2 separate regions of the Canis lupus genome follow, and region 2 is linked to region 1. The links are chromatin contacts, called in public Hi-C maps. All regions are on one chromosome and are shown on one strand. Each heading gives the region's core, a stretch centred on a gene start, on an enhancer-like site or on the middle of the called end of the contact. The rest is flanking DNA. Distances are from core to core; before and after follow the strand shown.

Region 1 (5,690 bases), core at 1,401-3,900:
GCCCAGATCTGTAATCTTTTGTCCAACATTACTACTTCCACTTGAACTTAAACAATCAGAATTTCAAAAAAAAAAAAAAAAAAAACAATCAGAATTTCTTACCTGGATTACTCAGCCTTCTTTCTACCTAGTCTCCCTATCACATAAGGGTTGTCCCTTTCCATCTATCTTTCCTATCAGTAACCCAAATTAGCTGTCATATGAGAAAGTTAAATATATATATTTATATATATTATTATATTTATTTATTATTATATATATTATATATATTTATTTATATATTTTTTTATTTTTTTATTTACTTATGATAAGCACACAGTGAGAGAGAGAGAGGCAGAGACACAGGCAGAGGGAGAAGCAGGCTCCATGCACCAGGAGCCCGACGTGGGATTCGATTCCGGGTCTCCAGGATCGTGCCCTGGGCCAAAGGCAGGCGCCAAACCGCTGCACCACCCAGGGATCCCTATATTTAAATATATATATAAGAGAACAGTATAACAAATACACCCAAAATGACCATTGTTAATATTACTTGTAACTTTTTTGTGAAGCAAATATGACAAAGTTGTGTCATTCCCTCCATAAGGGCAAACACCTTCCTATACTCTCCTGTACTGAAATGTATCCTTGGTGTATGTTTTTTTCAGACTTTTACATACATTTACAAATGAATACATGAAATGATTTTGCTTATATTAAAATTTTACCTAAATGAGTTTGCAACTTGTTTTTTTTATGTTTTTGAGGCTTGAGCTCACTTACACGTAGCTCTATAGCACTCCATCACATGACTATAAGAGCACATCTATATAACTATTGATGAGCAACTTGGCTGTTTCTTGTGTTTTTCTTTTATGAACATTGCCTCACTAATATCCTATACATGTTTGAGGTCTCGAAGGCTATACCTGGAAGTAAAATTGCTGGATCTTAAGATAGTGATTGTTATGGGTCAAAATGCATTCTCCCAAAATATAAGTTTAAGTTCCAATCCCAGGTACCTGTGATTTGCAAGCTGGGTCTCTGCAGATGTATAAGATGAAACCGTCACTGTAGGCTCTGATCCAATACGATTCATGTCCTTGAGGAGGAGAACAAACTCAGAGATACACACAGGGAGATAATACAATGTGAAAACAAAAACAAAACAAAACAAAATACAATGTGAAAACAGAGGCAGAGATTGAGTGATGTGTCTATAAGCCAAGGACCTGCTTGCTGGCAAGGATTGCCAGCAACTGCGAGAAGCTGGAAGAAGGCAGGGAGCAGATTCCTATCCCAGAGACTCCAGAAGGAACGAACCCTGCTGACATCTGGATTTTGGGCTTCTAGCCTCCCGAACTGTAAAAGAATAAATTTCCATTGTTTTAACCATCCAGTTTGTAGCATTTTGTTAGAGCACTTGTAGGAAGCTAATCTAGTAGTGGAATGGAAAGTTGTGGCCTATGGGAGCACAGGCTGAGGTCAGGGAGAGAGCAGATGAATCTGAGACAGTCGCTTGGGGCTGGGCTGGGAAGGGCCTAGAATATGACCTCAGGCAATGAGATGCCACAGAAGACAAATTAAATTGGCAAGGGACACGGTTCTATTTGGGGTTTAGAGAAGTATCTGAGAAACAGCCATTTTTTTTTAATTTTTTTTATTTTATTTATTTATGATAGGCACACAGTGAGAGAGAGAGAGAGGCAGAGACATAGGCAGAGGGAGAAGCAGGCTCCATGCACTGGGAGCCCGACGTGGGATTCGATCCCAGGTCTCCAGGATCGCGCCCTGGGCCAAAGGCAGGCGCTAAACCGCTGTGCCACCCAGGGATCCCCGAGAAACAGCCATTCTTGAGAGCTGACTTGTTTGAATCATTCTAGTTCTGATATCTCAAATTTATTCACTTTTTCCTTTAAAACTGTTTCATTCCATTCCACACACAACTGTAAGGATTTGACTGACAAACACAAGTTTGTCATTAAAAACCATGCATTGGGGATCCCTGGGTGGCGCAGCGGTTTAGCGCCTGCCTTTGGCCCAGGGCGCGATCCTGGAGACCCGGGATCGAATCCCACGTCGGGCTCCCGGTGCATGGGGCCTGCTTCTCCTTCTGCCTATGTGTGTGTGTCTCTCTCTATATATATATCATAAATAAATAAAAATTAAAAAAAAAAACAAAAAACCATGCATTATCTTGCGCTACTACACCAGGCCGTTCTTAGACATAATCGGCTAATCTCAATCATCACAAATACCCCCACGAGATGGGCCTGTTATCCTCTACAAACCAGGGATAAGAAAGATTCAGGAAGAAGGTGGGTGATTTGCACTTAGGGAAACAGCTTGCTAAAGTCTGAGGACTGGCCACCTTGGGCACTGGCTGTACGGCAGATGGCAAATTACTCTCACCTACATCGGTATATATTTTCCCAGCTCTCGAGTTGGCATAATAGCTGCTACCTCTACAGTCGGGTCTGTCGTGATTAAGCCAAAGCTTTTCAGGCGCTGCGAACCGCGATACAACGCAGGGTCACAGTTCTCCGGGACCACGTGGCCCTGGGGGAGCCGACTCCCGGGCGAGCCCACGCGGCTCAGAGGCGGCGGCCGCGCCGAGGCGCCCCCGCCGCCAGGGTGCGCTGTGACGACGTTCGCGCCGGCGGACGGCCGCTCTAGCCGCCCGGGTAAGTCGCTGTCCTTACCTCCCGCGGGAGCCCGCGCCTGCGTGTCTGCGCCCGCCGGCCTGCGCTCCGTCGTGCCGCTGCCCACTGCCTTCTCGCCGCCCAGCATGGCCCTGTTGCACTCCGGCCGCGTCCTGTCTGGGGTCGCCGCCGCCTTCCACCCAGGCCTCGCTGGTGCGGCTTCTGCGAGAGCCAGGTAAGCAGGGGAGACGGACACGGAGCTGGGGACGACGGGCCTGCCCATCCGGGCTGCCGGCGCCCCAGGGCATCTAACCCCCCAGCCCCCCAAGCACAGGCACCATACACACACTTTCTCTGACACCCCCTCGGCTTCAGTGGGGGCTGATAATTGAGCGTCGGCGCCTCAAAGTGACCCTCGGGGTCTTACATCCCCATCCCTCCCCTCCCTTGTCCCGGGACCGCAGGACAGCGTGCCAGCGCATTCCCCCGGGTTCCGAGTCTGCGGCCCTCTCCAGCACCCGGACTCCCATTCAGGGTTTGGGGGGTCACGAGACGCGGATTCGGCGCCGTGGGGGCGGGGGGCGGGGGGCGGGGGACGGGGGGGTGGGGTGAGGTGAGGTGGCGAGGGGAAGGCTCTCGCGGCTGCGGTGCCCGGCCGGCCTGGCGCCCATTGGCTGCGCCGCCGAGGCTGCCTTGCGCGGATTGGCTGCGGCGCGCAGGGCCGGGTGCCCTTGGTGCGCTGCCCTGGGGCGCGCGGCGGGGCTCACCTGTCGTGGCCTCCCGCGGGCTTGAGCGGGGTTGCAGGGCCGCGGCGTGCTTCTGGCCGTGGGCCGCGGGAAAGGAAGTACAGGGCAGGGAGGCTCCCGGGGCCCTGGCTTTCAGGCCCAGCTCTCGCTTCTGCATCCCCTGACCTTGGTGCGTGCATCCTCCCTCCTTCCCCCTCCCCCGTGTTACCACCAGAGTCCCCGGTGACCCCTGGACCATGTGGCCTTCACATGGAAAAGGTTCAAGGTGTAGTTCACCTCCTTTTTGTTTGACTATAGGGAAGTCACCGCTCTTCCTCTCCACCTCTCTGTGCTCTCATTTACTAAATATTTCGTCACAGTCTCACAGAGCCAGGTGCTAGGCCAAATGATAGAGGCAGTGGTGAACGAGTGACGGGTGTCACTCAAGACATTTACAAATATGTAACTTCACACTGTGCTAAGTGTTGCAATAAGAAAGTATGGAGTTTAAAACGAATTAGTAATTCCTTCCTAGTGAAGACCCAAGCCAGGCGATTAAGTGACTCAAGAAGGCAGTTTGAGACTGTATGCTTTAAGTACCACCTAAAGAGGAGCCTAGTCTCCAGCCCACCACGGGCCAGATACTGATTACAAGGAGCAAAGCCCTGGCCTGTTCTGTGTGCCTTGATTGTATGCCTGTCATCCTCAACCGGCAGAACAGTTTGTCCTTTACACAGCCTCACACTCTTGGCAGTACAGTTTTGCTTGGGCTTTCACACTTTGTCTATCCCTGATTTAGTTCCTCCTTGGCACTCTTTCAAGGTGTGCTCTCTAAGCCAGCCTACCTAGTGGACCAGAATTAGGGAGAAGAGAAAGGGGTGCCTAAAGTTATGGGCAAGAGAAAGTTTTGCAATATTGTAGTGGTCTTAAAAGTGATTATTGTTTTATAGATTTGGCTGGGTGGCCTAAAGCTTTACTTAAAGTGCTTGGTGCATATCCCTATGGGTGTGACCTTTTAGTCATTCTTTGAGTTTGAGTGGCTGACTCATTTTTCTTTTCAGTCTTTTCACAATGAGAATGTAAGTTCCATAACGACTTTGCTCACTGCTGTAAAGTCTTAAAGTAGTTGAGCATCTACAGCTGAGAAGATGCTGTTCAGATTTAAGCAATGATACATGATTGGGTGATAGAGCCAGCTGCCATATTTGGCCATGACAGGTAACCCTTCCGACAACAAGGAAATGAGAACCTTCACTGCTGCCACTGTAGAAGTGATCTTGACCAAAGTATATTTTTTTAAGATTTTATTCATTTGTGAAAGACACAGAAGGAGAGAGACAGAGACACAGGCAGAGGGAGAAGCAGGCTCCATTCAGGAAGCCCAATGTGGGACTCAATCCCAGGACCCTGGGATCACGCCCTGAACCAAGGGAGACACTCAACTGCTAAGCCACCCAAGCATCCTGATCTTTACCAAAATCTAAAGTTTATTTAAAGTAAACTCCACTAATTGAAATTTCTTTATTTTTTTAAACAGCCCATTTTTATACAATTCAATCTTGGCAGTCAGCATTCTGAAGAACTGAGGGTTAATCCTATAAAATACTTAATTGGTGTTGAGTCTTTTTTTTTTTTTAAGATTTTATTTATTCATGAGAGACATGGAGGGGGGAGGCAGAGACACAGGTAGAAAGAGAAGCAGGCCCCATGCAGGGAGCCCGATGTGGGACTCGATCCCGGGACTCCAGGATCAGGCTCTGGGCTGAAGGCAGCGCTAAACTGCTGAGCCACCCAGGCTGCCTGGTGTTGAGTCATTTTAATGGAACTCTTAAGTTCAAATGTTTCATTTAGCTGTATTATTTGTTGTAAGATTTTATTTATTCATGAGAGACAGAGAGAGAAGCAGGCTCCCTGCAGGGAGCCCAGTATGGGACTCGATCCCCAGACCCTGGGATCACACCCTGAACCAAAAGTAGACACTCAACCACTGAGCCACCCAGGCGCCCCCATTTAGCTGCACATTTTATTTTATTTTATTTTATTAAGATTTATTTATTTATGATAGACATAGAGAGGCAGAGACACAAGAGGAGGGAGAAGCAGGCTCCATGCTGGGAGCCCGACATGGGACTCCATCCCGGGACTCCAGGATCGCGCCCTGAGCCAAAGGCAGGCGCTAAACCGCTGAGCCACCCAGGGATCCCCATAGCTGCACGTTTTAAACAGAAAACACTCAACATTTAACCTTTTCTGGTTGACCGTGCTGTGAAAACATAGTGACATGAAATCAGGCTTAGTCCCAGGTCAGTAAAGAAAGGGAAATATGCTAATATATCTTGATTTA
Region 2 (5,690 bases), core at 1,095-3,594, 170 kb after region 1:
AAAACAGATGTGAAGCATGTGGTGTTAGAAAAATGGCACTGATAGACTTGCTCAACACAGGATTGACACAAACCTTCAATTTGTAAAAAGCACAATCTATCTGAAGTATAATAAAGTGAGGCATGCCTGTACAATAGGATGAAAGAGGTGTGATTTAGAAAGGTCAAGTTTAGCCCCATTACTTGATTAAGTAAGTCTCTCTCCTTAGTCCTCTTCAGAACTTAAAGCTACTAGCTTTTAAAAATGAACAGTTAAACTCAGATCAAAGTAGGAATGGCAGACAGAGGCTAGGATTAAAAAAACAGCCATTCCCTAATTTCAAGAACTCGGATCTTTTCTTGCAACTTTCCACAAAGCAAATGGAATTGATACATAACCCTGGTATCATCTTAGATCTGACCTATGGCCATGCCCTTTTCTCCCCCTTCCCCAAAAGTAATGACTGTATAGCTGTTCCAGGCTGATGTCAGGAGGGCCCCAACACTGCCTTGGCTCACTGGTACGGACTGCATAGAGGAGCCAACCTCCAGCACCAAAAAAATGATTGCAGTAGCTTAGCAGAGACTTAACCAAAACTTTCTTTGTGGGCTGAGGTTTTGTGTTCAAACTATTTGACGGGAATACACAAACTGAAGATACATTAAAAAAAAAAAAAAAAAAAAAAAAGCTAATTTCACCTATGCATTTTTACCATGCCAAGAATGGAGCCCACTTAGCCCAACTGTCCCACCAGCATAAATGACAAGCACTGGTTTGAATCAAATGCCTGATCATCCGTGCAATAATAACAGCACCTGGGTGGCTCAATGGTTGAGTGTCTTTTGCTCACGTCGTGGTCCCAGGGTCCTGGGATCCAGTCCAGCATTGGGCTCCCCATGGGGAGCCTGCCTCTGCCTCTCTCATGAATACATTTTTTTTTTAAAGGAATAACTAAGAGGGATCCACTCACCGGAGAGTATTCTAGATTGGCATTATGATTGGCTAAGTGGTTTAGTATGTCTGCAGCAGGCACCATCAAAGGGGAGTTTGGCTCCTTTTCATCGTCCTCTTCCTCCAGTGGTTCCTGAAAGCTGCCACAAAGAGAACTTTGCTAAAGCCCAGAGACTGGGGTGTGGTTCAGTGTTCTTTCCCCTCTCATCCCTCAATAGAATTCTAAAGCAAAAAAGTCCTTCGTTCTGCTCACTGACCTGTAGGCCATCACAAGAGCCACAAGCTGGCGGTAGAGATCCAGGGAGCGAACCCTGGGGCTGAAAAGATCCGGGTGGGCTTCCATGAAGGGCAACACGATGGAATAGTATTCACTGCGGATGTTGGCCAAGTCCTTCTCCACGGCCTCCGGTACGCCCGTGCCCTGCAGCAGTTGCCGGCGCTCCTCCTCGGGCCTGCAGGGAGACCCCACCGGGTTCCCTTCACACATCCCACCGAGACTAGTGCTTGGGAGCCCTGTCCCCGGGCCAGGGCTGTTTGAGCTAGGCTATGGTGCTGGTGCTCCCCACCCGTACTGAGGCTCTCACCAGAACATGGGGTGTTCCAAGCGGCCCAACTCCGGCCAGAGCGCAAAGTAGGGGCTCCAGAGCGAGGCTGGGGTCTGCAGCTCATGCAGCAGCGCCAACAGCAGCGGCACCCAGCCCGACTGGCTCTGCAGCGCGCCTCGCTCTGAGGGAGACGGGGAGGTGAGAGCCCGGGCGCCACCCCGCGGCCCGCCTCCCCGTCCCGCTCCCGCAGGCGCACCCACCTCGCTCCAGCAGGCCGCCTATGGAGCAGGTGTGCTGCGACAGGAGCGCGGCCCGCGGCACGGCGAACAGCAGCTCCCCGGGCTGCACGCTCTCCCGGGCCACCATACCGTAGCCGGCCACCGTGCCCTGCCGGCTCACCGTCACCTGAACGGGGGAGCGGCCGGTCCGAGCTGGCCTGCGCCCCCGCCCGCCCGCGCCCGCGCCCGCGCCCCCGCCCCCGCCCGCGCCCGCGCCCGCGCCCCCGCCGCCTCACCTTGGGACTCAGCTCCAGCCCCACCTGCCGGCACCAGCTCAGGAAGCCGGCCACCGGGTCCAGGTCCGGGTCCGGGTCGCTACCGCGCACGGGCCCCGCCACCTGAAACGAGCGAGCGCCGCGGAGACGGCCCGCCCCGGAGGAGGCCGAGGCGCGCGTGGAGGAAGTGCTCTGGGTGGGGGAAGGGGCGCGGTGAGAGGGCGGGGGCCTGCGCGAGCGGAGGGAGGGGGCGGGGGGCCGCGCTGCGGGCAGGGTAGGGACGAGGCGCGGCGGGGAGGACCCTGCGACTTACCCGCCGGCGCTTAGCCCGGGTCGCCATGGTCCCGGCCCCGCGGCCCCGCGGCCCCGCGGCCCTAGAGCCCCGCGCGCGCACTTCCGGCGTCTGGGGAAGGGCCTGGCGGGGACGGGGGCGGGGACGGGGACGGGGACGGGGGCGGGGACGGGGACGGGGGCGGGGACGCGGGCCACGTGACGTGGCCCGGGCCGCGGGGTGGAGGGCGAGCGGGGCTTGGAGCCTGCGCGATCGCTCCTCCCGGGAACGTGCTCCCGGGGCCGGGGTGTCCCCAGCGGGGTCTAGAAGACGTGCGGTCGGGTCCCTCCAGAGGACCCGCATCGAGCGAGGGTCTGAGTCTGCCTTCCTGATCTCGAGTCCCAGCCACTCAGCTCGTCCAACCCGTGTTATTTGCTCCGTAAGAGCAGGTTGCGTGTGCGCGTGCGTGTGTGTTTCCGAGGGGCACGGGAAGGGGCACGGGAAGAGTTCCCAGGGCTGGAATAGCCCCTCCGCCGCACTTGCTAGTATATCCCTCTGTTTTTCATCGTATACATGGGGTTTTATTTACGTGCTTTATTAGTTGACACATAGCAGGTACGCAGTATCTATTAAGTAAATGAGTGAATCAGAAATGGTGGTTAAACACAGGAAAGTAGAATACTTTTAAGAAACTGAAGCAGCGAATATAGAGGGCTTTGCAGTCACACAATGTTAAAGCCAGCTCCCAGCTTGGCTTAATAAGAAGCCTAATAAGATGGCAAATTCTTTATCTTGAGGCTCTGTTTCCTCAGCTGTGAAACTGAGATAACATATACCATGTGGAATTAACGTAAGGATGGGTGGGCACCTGGGCGGTGGCTCAGTGAAGCATCTGCCTTCAACTGTGGTCATGATCTTGGGGTCCTGGGATCCCGCAGCACCGGGCTGCGGTTTAGCAGGGAATCTGTTTCTCCTTTTACTTCCCCCTCTTCGCTGCTCTTCCTCACTAGCTAATTAAAAAAACAAACAAACAAACAAAAACACATAAGGATTGGTAAGATAATGTGATAAGAACTGTAAATAAGTGGGGGACCTGGCTGGTTCAGTTGGTAGAGCATGTGATTCTTGATCTGAGTGGTCCTGAGTTCAGGTCCCCAGGAGTTGAGTTTTTTAAATAGAACTAGAAGTAGAAACAGCAATGGGAACTCCTGCATACTCAGTCCCACCTAAACCCAGGAAGGACCTCAATGCTGCCATCTCAAAAGCTTCCCGTAACGGGCCTGGCGGCACTATACTTGAATTCTTCACTTATTAGTTTGTCAACACAGTTAATTAACTCTATTTGACAAGGGTTTTTATTTGTTTTACATTTTGTCATCTCAAAGTTTCATGACATCAGCCACCAGAATACATAAAGTTAGGTTCTTCACTTTATACAGAGAGGAAAATAATAAACTCCAGTAGAAGTTCACTTGACCAAAGAGACCACCTCTGATGGAAAACCACACCCAGGAAGACCCAATATACATACACACACACACACACACAAACACACATATATATATATATATAATGTATAGATATTTATAGATATCTCATCTGAAAGAACACAGAAAAAAAAAATCCAAGGTCTGCAGCACTATCTACAGTAAAGAGGGATTAATTCTACCAGCTTTTCAAACAGTCACATTTGATATTCAAAGGAAGCACGTGAATGAATAGAACTGGGCACAGACTAACACTCCACCAGGCTCTAGAGCAGTCTAGTAATGGCTTAAGATTCTAGAAGGGTGTGATATGTGCAAAGGAAAGGTGGATGCAGGTGTCCGCTCAGCCTCAGAGCACCCCACACACAACTGTCCCCTCCACAGCCCTGCAGTTTTCATTGCTCTCTCTCCCCTTTTACTATTTCGTTTTGTGCAATTGAGTCTCTGAGACCAGTAGCTCCAGTTTTCAGATTGGGAAATTCTCCCTGTGTGGGTGGGTAGGATGTGTATGGCACAGTCCTAGGCTTCACGTGAACGGGGAGGGGACCAGGGTGTGTGGAGAGCCTTTCTCCTCTGCCTGGCCCTTGTTCACTTTAGGAACCTTCACCTCCCACCCCAGGACCCAGCAAGGCCCAAGCCACTCCAATAGTCCTGAGACGGTGATGTGGGCCTGCAGAAGTCTGCCTTAGACCAGTTATCTCCAAGTAAACTTCCTTTCTTAGTGATACCCACAGAAAATATTGGCATAGCTTGACCAGAAATCTAACACCACCATGTTTCCGGTGGCCTTGGACACGCTGCTGTTGATTAGGTTGTCCTCTATGGAATTGGGAATCAGCCACCATGGCCTCTGGCCACATACTGCTTCCCCAAGGCAGGCACCATGAAGTGGTCGGGTCTGCCCAACCCCGATGGGCTCTCCTAGCATTTAAGCTCAGCCCCCAAATCCAGTCCCAATGGAAACAGAGGATCAGGCAACTTTCTACCTCAAGGCCTTGGTACAGACATCGGACAAGGCCAGGAGGTGGTGTAGTGTATGGGCTGAGACAGTCTGTGGGGTTCCTGCCTTTATGGTCCTCTGTGTTCTGTCTTCCTTGGGCAGAGAAACTCTGTTAGTCCCTGCCTGCCTGGCCCACATCACCAGGCCAGCCAAGAGAGCACCAGGAAAACTGCTGCCTGGTAGGAGCACCCCCTTGTGGCTATGGTTCAGATGATTGTCATATGTGCAAAAAGACAAACAGATGTGCTTGGTGAGGAGATGGGGAGAAAGGGGCCTGCAGAACTGCAGGGTGCCTGCCTCCCACTGCTCCCCAGTGTTGTCTCCTGGTTGTCACCTCAGTACCTGAGCTGGACCCTGTGCTCCTGCTGTCCCAGCACACCACTTCAAAACCCCACCCCATCTTCAAACCTGTCTGCCCAAGGGGGTCATCCCATGCTTTCTTCCGCCTAGGATATCCTGGATCCTGCCCAGAGAAGGACTCCAGCTCTCTCCTTAGCAAATCCCCTTCCTCCCTCTACCCCGCCCTGACTGTGGGGAGTTGGAAGAGGGAATCTAAGTCAGCCAAGTTAACAAGGTGAGCTGGGGTGGGGGGAGGAGCCTCTCAAACCATCTGGACATTGTTCTGCAGCATCTAGGATGAATCCCCTCATCTTTTTAACAAAAAAAGAAGTAAACCCATTTCCTCCCCTTGGCCTTCACAAAAATAAACTAAAAGGGAAATGAGCCGGAGCGAGGATGGCAATGGGACATTGATGCAGAGGATGAGGGAGTGGGGGGCAGCTGGGTGGCTCTGCTGGGCCAGGGGCTTCAACAGGACACCTCCATGGTGTGATTGACCTGGCCCAGGCCCTCGCTGCTTTCTGAGTGGGTGCAGGCCTGCGGGCGGCTGCCATCCACCGAACTGGCACTGGTGAGTGACGCGGTCCGGGAGCGGGCGAGGCGGGTCATGCTAGCCGAGGGCACT

The links. A called contact is a pair of places that touch in the nucleus more often than the background predicts.
Region 2: a Hi-C map of blood shows a contact between it and region 1, with 5 times the contacts expected there. The contact joins the promoter of SETD6 here to the promoter of GOT2 in region 1. A contact is called at or near these places in 2 of 9 Hi-C or Micro-C datasets (both in blood).

Annotation. Positions count from the first base shown.
Region 1 is chr2:57,236,878-57,242,567 of UU_Cfam_GSD_1.0, forward strand. It overlaps GOT2 (aspartate aminotransferase, mitochondrial), which reads left to right and starts at 2,651. Exons shown (of 10, transcript XM_038530878.1): 1 at 2,651-2,856. The coding sequence starts at 2,768. LOC111092647 (a long non-coding RNA gene) reads right to left here and starts at 3,173. Exons shown (of 3, transcript XR_005355700.1): 1 at 2,682-3,173; 2 at 1,002-1,341; 3 at 397-463.
Region 2 is chr2:57,411,302-57,416,991 of UU_Cfam_GSD_1.0, forward strand. SETD6 (N-lysine methyltransferase SETD6) reads right to left here and starts at 2,345. Exons shown (of 9, transcript XM_038530895.1): 1 at 2,282-2,345; 2 at 1,990-2,160; 3 at 1,736-1,880; 4 at 1,515-1,656; 5 at 1,188-1,382; 6 at 950-1,070. The coding sequence starts at 2,308. It overlaps NDRG4 (protein NDRG4), which reads right to left. Exons shown (of 17, transcript XM_038530899.1): 17 at 3,572-5,688. The coding sequence ends at 5,534.